3 separate regions of the Mus musculus genome follow, and all the other regions are linked to region 2. Evidence: chromatin contacts called from public Hi-C and HiChIP or PLAC-seq data. All regions are on one chromosome and are shown on one strand. The core of a region is the stretch at or near the end of the contact, and the rest is flanking DNA. Distances in the headings are between cores, read along the strand shown. Region 1 overlaps Gm30258 (a long non-coding RNA gene). Region 2 has its middle 13 kb from the start of Gm22997. Region 3 has its middle 63 kb from the start of Gm30258.

Evidence for each region. HiChIP or PLAC-seq counts read pairs in DNA pulled down with a chosen protein or histone mark. Hi-C and Micro-C count contacts between places; a contact is called where the count stands out from the background.
Region 1: a contact with region 2 is called in a CTCF HiChIP or PLAC-seq map of the NIH/3T3 cell line, with 11 read pairs. The contact joins two enhancer-like sites. A contact is called at or near these places in 6 of 39 promoter capture datasets (the HPC-7 cell line, frontonasal cranial neural crest, liver and 2 more), 1 of 15 datasets of contacts at CTCF or cohesin (the NIH/3T3 cell line), 4 of 484 Hi-C or Micro-C datasets (the 3T3-L1 cell line, embryonic fibroblasts, embryonic stem cells and 1 more), 4 of 115 datasets of contacts at active chromatin or transcription factors (the HL-1 cell line, extraembryonic endoderm stem cells, pancreatic cancer cells and 1 more) and 1 of 9 other capture datasets (embryonic stem cells).
Region 3: a contact with region 2 is called in a Hi-C map of the 3T3-L1 cell line, with 3 times the contacts expected there. The contact joins two enhancer-like sites. A contact is called at or near these places in 4 of 484 Hi-C or Micro-C datasets (the 3T3-L1 cell line, 3T3-L1-derived adipocytes, the HPC-7 cell line and 1 more).

The regions. Positions count from the first base shown.
Region 1 is chr2:110,086,770-110,089,965 of GRCm38.p6, forward strand. Gm30258 (a long non-coding RNA gene) reads left to right here. Exons shown (of 3, transcript XR_001783432.2): 3 at 1-2,676. It also overlaps a transcript of Ccdc34 not described here. Among named protein-coding and RNA genes, the nearest start is that of Gm30258, 17 kb to the left of the region's middle. Within about 2 kb of position 1,517, at least 10 of the 459 cell types and tissues checked have an H3K27ac peak or open chromatin away from gene starts, as enhancers often do. A contact at or near this core is called in the NIH/3T3 cell line, where this site is marked.
Region 2 is chr2:110,203,828-110,206,991 of GRCm38.p6, forward strand. No RefSeq gene overlaps it. Among named protein-coding and RNA genes, the nearest start is that of Gm22997, 13 kb to the right of the region's middle. Within about 2 kb of position 1,319, at least 20 of the 459 cell types and tissues checked have an H3K27ac peak or open chromatin away from gene starts, as enhancers often do. A contact at or near this core is called in the NIH/3T3 cell line, where this site is marked.
Region 3 is chr2:110,132,165-110,135,508 of GRCm38.p6, forward strand. It overlaps a transcript of Ccdc34 not described here. Among named protein-coding and RNA genes, the nearest start is that of Gm30258, 63 kb to the left of the region's middle. Within about 2 kb of position 1,552, at least 10 of the 459 cell types and tissues checked have an H3K27ac peak or open chromatin away from gene starts, as enhancers often do.

The DNA of each region.
Region 1 (3,196 bases), core at 267-2,766, 120 kb before region 2:
TCTGTCTTGCTAATCTTTATTTCAGTTCTTTAATGGCTTACGTATTTTATAGCACAGAGTTCCCCAACATTTGCCACCTGAAATGGCATCTCACTTGAGTCCCCTCCACAGTTCTCTTAGCTGCTCACACTCATCTTGTTTTTTATAATTTTTCATAGTGGTTACGAACCCATCTCCTAAGCCACTTACAGATCCAATAAATATGCAAAGCTAAGGTTGCCCGCAGTTCACAAGCAAATATGGTAGATGGCCCTTGAGAGAATTTTGTCTTCAATCACTGAGAATTGAGTGAATCCATGGAAAAAATTTTTTACAGAGAATCTCTCATTAAAATGACAGCAAAGAGTTGAATGTACCAGCCAGTAAAGGAAGATTTTTGGAGCTGTATAGAGTCTATTTTCAATGGGAGATCCTGACTATTTCATATAGTCAAGTGTTTGGGGGAAGCAAGTTTGCAATTGTAATACATGATGGTAGAGGGTCATTTATATGGTGGTCATGAAGACTAAATAGAAGCACAGACTCAGGATTCTGCAATGATATTATATTACAATTAGAAAACTACACTGTCATTTTCTTCCCTATTTTAATATACACCATTTTTGTACTTATAATAAAAATACACATTTATAAGTATACTTACATTTCTCTGGCAAAATTAAATTCCTTCTATTAAGGAAGCTTGCCTTTTCACAGGAAGAGAATTCAAGTTTTGTTTGGTAGGTGACAAGAGGTACACAGTCCTCTTGATTGGAATCAAATCGCTCTTGTGTGTGTGTGTGTGTGTGTGTGTGTGTGTGTGTGTATGTGTGATACTAGAAATTGGACTCAGGATCTTGTGTGTGTTAGACAAGCTATGTACCACTGAGTTAAACCTCAATCCTACCGTGAACTTAGAGCTATATTTGAATCTGATTTTGTATTTGTGATTTGTTTCTTTTTAATAATGCCAGTTCCCCTTTTATTGAAGATAGATTCTTTTCTCAGTTCCTCCCCAGACCCCACCCTTTCCAGATCTACCCCTTTTCTGTCTCTCATTAGAAAAAAAAATAGTCTTCTAAGAGATAGCAACCAAACACAACAAAAATAACATATAATAAGATGAAACAAAAACTATCATATAGAAGTTGGACCTGGCCACCCAACAGGAGGAAAAGATTAATGATAATACTTCTCAGTGAAACTTATTCTCAGGAAAAAGTTTGAAATTGGTAAACTTGTTTTTTTTTCTAGATTTCTTTTCTGTCTTTGCCATTTCTCCATCCTTGGGTATCCTTATATCAGTGTTCTCTCGACAGCTTCTAACTTTACCTTTTAATCTCTCCTGTCTTACAGTAACATTTCCCTATCATGATTTCTCTTTCCTCATACTCTTCAGTAATATTGAGAACAATAAGCCTCATAAAATATAAAAAAGGAAGACAGCAATCCTTGCTCTGTCATCTAAGAAAGTCTCTTCTACTTAACAGGAGACAAAACAGAATTCTGCTTAGTCTGAGCCATTTCTGTGGAATGCCTTCTTCCCTCTTCCTGTGGTTTTCATTGGAAGCTAACAATGGGTTTGAAACTGCAGTGAAAAGGGACTTGCTGTAGCCTTTAACTCACTGTTGTCGAGCTTCAGAAGACTCCCCCCCCCACCCCCTTAGGAAGACCAGGAAGAAGGGACTGATTACCACTAACAGTCCCTTATTCCAGTCTTAAATGCATCCCTTCTAGTCAGGGTCCCATGTGGAGAAGAACTTAGCATTCTCCCCCTGGTTCTTTATTCAGTTATTTATCATGGTCCTCACTTCCCTCTCCTAGGCAGTTCTCCAATTCCCAATGATATTTATTAGGGACAGGCCACCCAGCGAGTCACTGTGTCTCATATGAATTCTTATTACACTTTATTGTCTTTTCTACTTGACTCTTTGCAGCCTTGTATTTTTCTTTACTGCTTCTTGTAAAGATAGCCAGCCTTGTATCTAGTCAGAATACCAAGAGCCAAATTCCAGGACAATTCGGCTTAATTAGAATGTTTGAGGACTTTAGGACTATGGAACTTGATTGTAAATGTATGCTCAAAATTGGTCTGACTTCTTAATACTATGTCTAAGATAACTCATTCTCTTCTTTATGTCTCTATAAACACAGAAGGATCTCATGAATATTTCTTTACTTTTAAAGAATCATAAATTCAGAATTCTGAACAAATTTCCTATTCATAATACTTGGAGAGCTGAAGCTAGCATATGAGACACAACATGTTATCCCAAGCTTTATCCCTAAGACCCGACTTTTAGTCAGTGACCCAAACTTAGGTATCTAAGTCAGAGAAGTGATGATAAAACATGATTTCAGGAAAGCCAAAGGCGTCATGGCAGGACCTCATGTGATTGCAAGGAGGCAGGGATCCGAGTTAAGGAAGACAAACAAGGATGAGCTTCCATGCAGAAAAATAATTCATTTGTAGCCTTTCATCAAGAGAGACGGGTACTTTGTGATGCTGGGTCTCAGATTCTCACTGGAATAGGAACTCAGCATGCGACGTTCTTCAGATCCTCAGGATTTACTGGTACATATTCTTTTTACCTCCTGCATGCATGGGTCTCAGAAACTATTGAAAATGTAGAAGGTGAAGATTGGTGACTGAAAATATTAGGGAACATATTTGAATTCTAACTTTATCCATAATTTCTTTTTTTAAATATTTTTATTAGGTATTTTCCTCATTTACATTTCCAATGCTATCCCAAAAGTCCCCCATACCCTCCCCCCCAACTCCCTTCCCCACCCTCTCCCACTTTTTGGCCCTGGCGTTCCCCTGTACTGGGGCATATAAAGTTTGCATGTCCAATGGGCCTCTCTTTCCAGTGATGGCCGACTAGGCCATCTTTGATACATATGCAGCTAGAGTCAAGAGCTCCGGGGTACTGGCTAGTTAATAATGTTGTTCCACCTATAGGGTTGCAGATCCCTTTAGCTCCTTGGGTACTTTCTCTAGCTCCTCCATTGGGAGCCCTGTGATCCATCCATTAGCTGACTGTGAGCATCCACTTCTGTGTTTGCTAGGCCCCAGCATAGTCTCACAAGAGACAGCTATATCAGGGTCCTTTCAGCAAAATCTTCCTAGTGTATGCAATGGTGTCAGCGTTTGGAGGCTGATTATGGGATGGATCCCTGGATATGGCAGTCTCTAGATGGTCCATCCTTTTGT
Region 2 (3,164 bases), core at 69-2,568:
CAACCTGCATGATTCAATTTTTTATATAATTTTATATTTTCACGTTTCTTATGGTACCTCCAAATCAGTGGAAATGCAATGTCTGAAGATATGAAGATATAAGAATGCTTCAAAGAAAAACCAAAGAAATGAGGAGGGTGGGGGTCTTTTCACAGCTGGAGGAATTAGGACAGGAAACACAATTTGTCTATGTAAATCCTACTGCTATCCTTTATTTTATATATATATATATATATATATATATATATATATATATATATATATATATATTTTAAAAACGTGTGATGATTTCCCAAGAAGAAATAGAAAAGGAAAAGAAACCATGAAATACTTTTAAAAGAAGAATTTTTTCAAGGCATTCCAGTTGTCCTAGATTGTTCTGTGTTCCAATTGTCTGATGTGGGAGTCGTTGTGGCCTTCAGAACAGGAAACATATGGTTCTATGTTTCACAGGGCATTGACCTGCCGCAAGGTTATAGTGCTCTGAAAATTCTCCCCCTCCCCCTCTTCCCTATGCTAAGTGACCTTGACCAGGTTATTTCCCTTGGGTGGGATTTAGTTTTGCTAATGCAAAAGGAAAAAGAAATGATGCCTGAACCATATTCTGTGCTCACAGCAGACATGAGCAATCAATCATCCATGTACTCTCTATAAATTAGAAGATCTAAGCGTTTTGAACATAGACTTTGGCAATGGATTAAAGACAATGAGAGCCTACGTAAGTCTATCCCTAATGCTTAGTCTTTAAAGTCCCTTCAAATTTGTGCACCCTTTCTGACCTTTCCTGTCCATTTTACATTCAAAGCTACTTTAACTATTTTGTGGAAGCTCTCTAAAAGAATGTTTCAGTTGTACTGACCCACAAATTGTCATGCTTCAAAGTCAATGGACACTAGATTGTCAGTAAAAATGGGCTGAAAGACACTGTTTCTTTTACCTTTATGCAACCATATCTCAGATCTAGAATCCAGCAGCCCCAACTGTTCCGTACTAACTCCATTCAGCATGCTATACCCGTATATGCTAGGACTGGGCCTTATTTATTGCTTGAAGCTTGTGGAAAAACTAAGACAACCCAGAAAAGCCTTTTGTAGGAGTGAAGAAGAGGGAGGTGGGGCAGAGATGCAAGACAATGCTGCCCCAAGGTCTGAGCAAGGACAATGTTAGAAGAGGGGATTAAAGGCCGCAGAAACGGCACAAGTTGTTTCTGAAGGCTGCAGCTTCTCAGCGATTAACTTCGCCAAATGAACTAAGGGACTTTACTTATTCTGAGATTCCTAGTCTTTTTTTTTAAGGAGCAAGAACGCAGTAACACCAGTGAGGTATTTTGACAGGCGAGTACCACGCGCCCTCTAGTGGCGGCACACAAGTAACCAGGGCGATCCCTGAATTTATGCTTTTTCTTTTGCTTTGTTTGGTAGTCCGGGATTCCAGATACATCATTTTTCAAATGTTGAAACGCCACCCAGGAGTTTTATGTAGTGTTAATAGTTTATAAGGATCCCCAAACTGTAAAATAACTTGTCGAATTTTTTAAAAATTGTAACTACAAAGATGAGAGTTCATTGGGCTGATGCTGTGAGCTTTACCTTTACTTTCTCACTCTATTCCTTTCTGTAGCTTGTCTTTCTTATAAGAATATATTTTGGATATCTGGGTTATCAATAGACAACCTCTTGTAACTTGGTCTTTCACTCCTCATAATGCCACTCACAACTGGCTTTTAATATGCTGTTGCTTGTTTCTCAGTTGTGAAGGAATACCACACAGTAAAGTTCTGCAACTCAGTAGAAAGACGGTGATCTTACTTCTAAGGATTGAGTCAGTTATTCTCGGAACAGGTCTATGCAATGCTGCAGGTGTCTGTGCTCCTCTGCAGAGAACTGGAAACTGCATGTACTCACCAGGAGTTCAACCTGGCACCCCGTTAAATTGTCCTTTGGTGTTGGCTCTACTTCATAAGACATTGATTCCTATACACTTGGAGGCTGACCTTTTCTTTCTCATTTTAAGTAACTGTTTCTATAGGATGATGTTCCTTTAACTAACTTGGAAACTCAGAGTTGGCATGGGACTTTTAAGTACTTGCTCTAATATACCTAACACACAGTGGAACAAAATTAAATATATGTATTTAAAACTATCTTTTTATTATTGTTAGGTATTTTCTTCATTTACATTTCTAATGCTATCCCAAAAGTCCCCCATACCCCCCCCCCACTCCCCTACCCACCCACTCCCACCTCTTGGCCCTGACATTCCCCTGTACTGAGGCAGATAAAGTTTGCAAGACCAATGGGCCTCTCTTTCCAGTGATGGCCGACTAGGCCATCTTCTGCTACATATGCAGCTAGAGACACGAGCTCCAGGGGGTACTGGATAGTTCATATTGTTGTTCCACCTATAGGGTTGCAGACCCCTTTAGCTCCTTGGGTACTTTCTCTCCATTGAGGGCCCTGTGATTCATCCAATAGCTGACTGTGAGCATCCACTTCTGTGTTTGCTAGGCCCCGCATAGCCTCACAAGACACAGCTATATCAGGGTCCTTTCAGCAAAATCTTTCTAGTGTATGCAGTGGTGTCAGCGTTTGGAGGCTGATTATGGGATAATCCATCCCAAAAACATCTTTTTAAACAAAGAGTTCAGTATGGGTGCTCACGAAATGTGCCGCACCACTTCAGGCCGTTGAGAGAAACTATGGTAGCACACAGATTATTCAAATGCTCTACCTCTGGATTGTAGTGGTCCCCCTCTCCTCTCTTTCTCTGAGGTAGGATCTTGCTATGTAGACAAGGCTAGCCTACAGCTTACAGTGATATCTGTGTCTTTCTGCTTCTCAACCGGGATTATAGGTGTGAGCTACCATACCTGGCATTTTGGAATTTTGTTTTTTTTTTGGGGGGGGGTTCTTGGAGGCAGGGTCTCATGAGACCTACAGTCGCTTGGAGCTCACTATGTAGCTGAGGACGGCACTGGCCTCCAGATTCTCTGCTTTTGCCTCCGAAGTACTCAGATTACAGGCGTAGGATTCACACCGTTCCCCACCTTTAACTTATTTTGTAGATACATATGTGCATGTGTGTGCAGCATATTTATGTGTACATGGGTACATGTGTGTGCACTAGTTTATAGAAAACAGAGGACAACTTCAGGAGTTGTTTCT
Region 3 (3,344 bases), core at 302-2,801, 71 kb before region 2:
CTCCATAGGAAAAACTTATACAACAGATAGTGATCACCGTTTCTTGGATATACTGAGTGATTAACATGCTTTTGCAGAGGAGAAAGCTGCAGAATAAAAGAGAAACTCCAGGCTTCTGTTCTGGTTTTAGCACCTTGTAGGCTCAAATGAGGAGACATTTAATTATTTAGTCATTTAGCATGACTGGTGTATAATATAATGCTTTATAAAGAATGACCATTAAAATACCAGAGGCTTCCTGTAATCCCAGCATTGGGGGAATATGAAGCAGGAAGGTCTTGAATTTGAGGCCAGTCTGGACTAATTAATGAATCCATGTCTCAAACTATTTTATTTATTTGTGCGAGAAATTTTTTTCATTTTTCCTATTAAAGATAACTAGTCCACCAAAGCCTAAAACTTCATAAGTCTTCCCTACCTTGTAAAACCTTTATGAATTTTTTTTTACTGTCCCCAATGTGGTAAAACTTGCTTATGCACAGGTCTCTCTGCATTCCAGGAATGTGATGGCCTGGAGTGGCTGACCTCTGTTCCCTTTCCTTCATTTCCTTTGCACAGATTCTTCTAAGAGCAGCCAGCATGAAAAGATTGTAAGATTGGGTCCCAACGAATGGGAAAAGAACAGTTACCAGTGTACTACATGAAAGGCCAAGCAAAATTGTTGCTCTGCTGTGCTTGCGCTGTCTGGTTTGGATCTTGACACACCTTTTTATGCAACATGAAATTGCTTCGCTGAGTAACTTTTGCTGTTTGTGTGTGTGTTTTTTCTAAGACACTAAGAATATTTGTTTCTACCAATTTCATTTTATATTAGGCAATGAAAGCTTAACATTTCATCACCAATCAAGTTGTTCTAGAATCTGAAGTTTATACCTTTTACTGCTTTTTGTTAATATCTTAATATTCACATTATAGGAAAAATTAAGAGAGACCTGACAATTCAATTCTATTTCCACTTAAAGTATGGAAATCACTGGGAGGTTTGGTCAATTCATAAGAGTTACACACTGTCACCTGGTTTTCAAACCCTAACTATCTCAACACTTGAAACTTGCCCCCTCCATGCTTATATCTTCACATACTTCCACATATATACACACTGTAGGATATACTGAAAAATTGAGATGTGTAAATATAGCTAGTCAGGTACTAGAAAGTTTGATGGTCACTAAGGAGACTTTTTCCTTATAAAACCAGGGCCAGAAACAACAGGACTTTGATTACTGGTCAAAAGAGAAAGATCCGAGCTGTGTCTCTGGCACTGGGCAGAGACATGTCATTCTAAACTGCCCCAAAGATCATAGGATCACTCTCTAGCCAAAAGCTTCCTGGTAAGGAACAAATACAGACTATTGTACCTTCCCATAAGAATTTATCAAAATGGCCTGTCAGCCAGCCAGGCAGGAAAATGCCCTTAGGAAAGGCATTTGTTCTGGGGATTTCAAGAAAAAGTGTAGAGCTTTCCTAGAAATGCAGGATTACATAATGGGGTGTTGACCGCCCTCACCCAACTCTGCAGTCTCCATGGCCCATCTGCATTCATTCAGTGGAGGTCACAAGGATTGAGGAGAGGCCAGAACAAGATCTCAGTAAAAGCTGGGAGCCAGAGCCAGAGCCAAAGAGCACAGGACCTCCATGTAAACACCAGGTCCCAGTGGTCCCAGACTCCTTAGCCCCAGCACTTTGCCCTGAGCTTTTCCTAGCCTCAGGCTATCTCTACCCCTGGTCACTTGCACTTTCTGTCTTCTGTGGCTTCTCAAAGTCCCTACCTTTCGAATTGAGTCATAACTAGAGTCATTATGCTTTCTCTACTTTCAGACTCTGCTTCTTCTCCCTCCCTCCCTCCCTTCCTTCCTTCCTTCCCTCCCTCCCTCCCTGCTTGCTTCCTTCATTTTTCTTCTTTCTCCCTTTCTTTCTTTCTTTCTTTCTTTCTTTCTTTCTTTCTTTCTTTCTTTCTTTCTTTCTTTCTTTCTTTCTTTCTTTCTTTCTTTCTTCTCATTTTTTTAATTAGGTATTTTCCTCATTTACATTTCCAATGCTATCCCAAAAGTTCCCCACACCCTCCCACCCACCCACCCCCAATTTTTGGCCCTGGTGTTCCCCTGTACTGGAGCATATAAAGTTTGCAAGTCCAATGGGCCTCTCTTTCCAGTGATGGCCAACTAGGCCATCTTTTGATACATATGCAGCTAGAGTCAAGAGCTCCGGGGTACTGGTTTGTTGATAATGTTGTTCCACCTATAGGGTTGCAGATCCCTTTAGCTCCTTGGTTACTTTCTCTAGCTCCTCCATTGGGGGCCCTGTGATCCATCCAATAGCTGACTGTGAGCATCCACTTCTGTGTTTGCTAGGCTCGGCATAGTCTCACAAGAGACAGCTATATCTGGGTCCTTTCAGCAAAATCTTGCTTCTTTCTTTCTTTCTTTCTTTCTTTCTTTCTTTCTTTCTTTCTTTCTTTCTTTCTTTCTTTCTTTCTTTCTTTCTTTCCTTCCTTCCTTCCTTCCTTCCTTCTTTCTTTTTTCTTTCTTTCTTCCTTTCTTTCTTTTGCCCCTAAAGTTTTCCCACTTAAAAGACACTGTCTTACATAGAGAACAAAGGGTACAAGTGGCCTGCCCAAAGTCTAGAGCTGCTGCCATGCAGAGTGGGATTGTTTTTGCTAGGAAAGAACATAGCCTGGGGTCAACATGAATGGCAGCTCCCAGTACTCCATGCCTTCCCTGATGGAGTGGATTAAGCTAATTCCCTGGAGACTAATTGCATAGACCTGGATCTCTGTCTTCTGCTGTTTCTGGGTTAGGCTGAGGTTTCTGAAGCCCGGGAGATTTAACCTGGGCTTTTGGCTCCTTTAAGGGCATTTGGCACCCTATAAAAGCTGCTCATTAAAGGAAACAGTAGGACTGCTTTCCTTGTTAATAGTCTGGCCATGGAAAGTTGACCCATGCAGAGTGTTTGGAGGTGGAAGGCTGGAGACTTGGAGCCAGTGGACAAGCCTGTTTGGCAGGGCAAAGCAACACATCAGAGGGTAAGACCAGTTCCCTGGAGATCCAAGGCCTGATTTCCCCAGTGGTCAGGAAAGCCCACTGAGGGCTCTATAAAGAAATAATGGCAGCAGTTAAACCAGCCAGGGGCCCAGTTTGGGGTTGAAATTCCAGATTCTGCTCTCTCAACTCTTGAGGTTTGGCTTTCTACTCCCCTCCCCGCCCCAACCTCTTCTGAGAGCTTGTTGACTTGAGTGTTTTTTAAAGCTTTGAGGGTGGGAAAGGATGGCTATGTCACAAAGGAGGGCTAATTGGCTGGAACTCCCCCAGCAGCTCCCTCCAGCTGGCCTGAACCTCCTTGGTTTT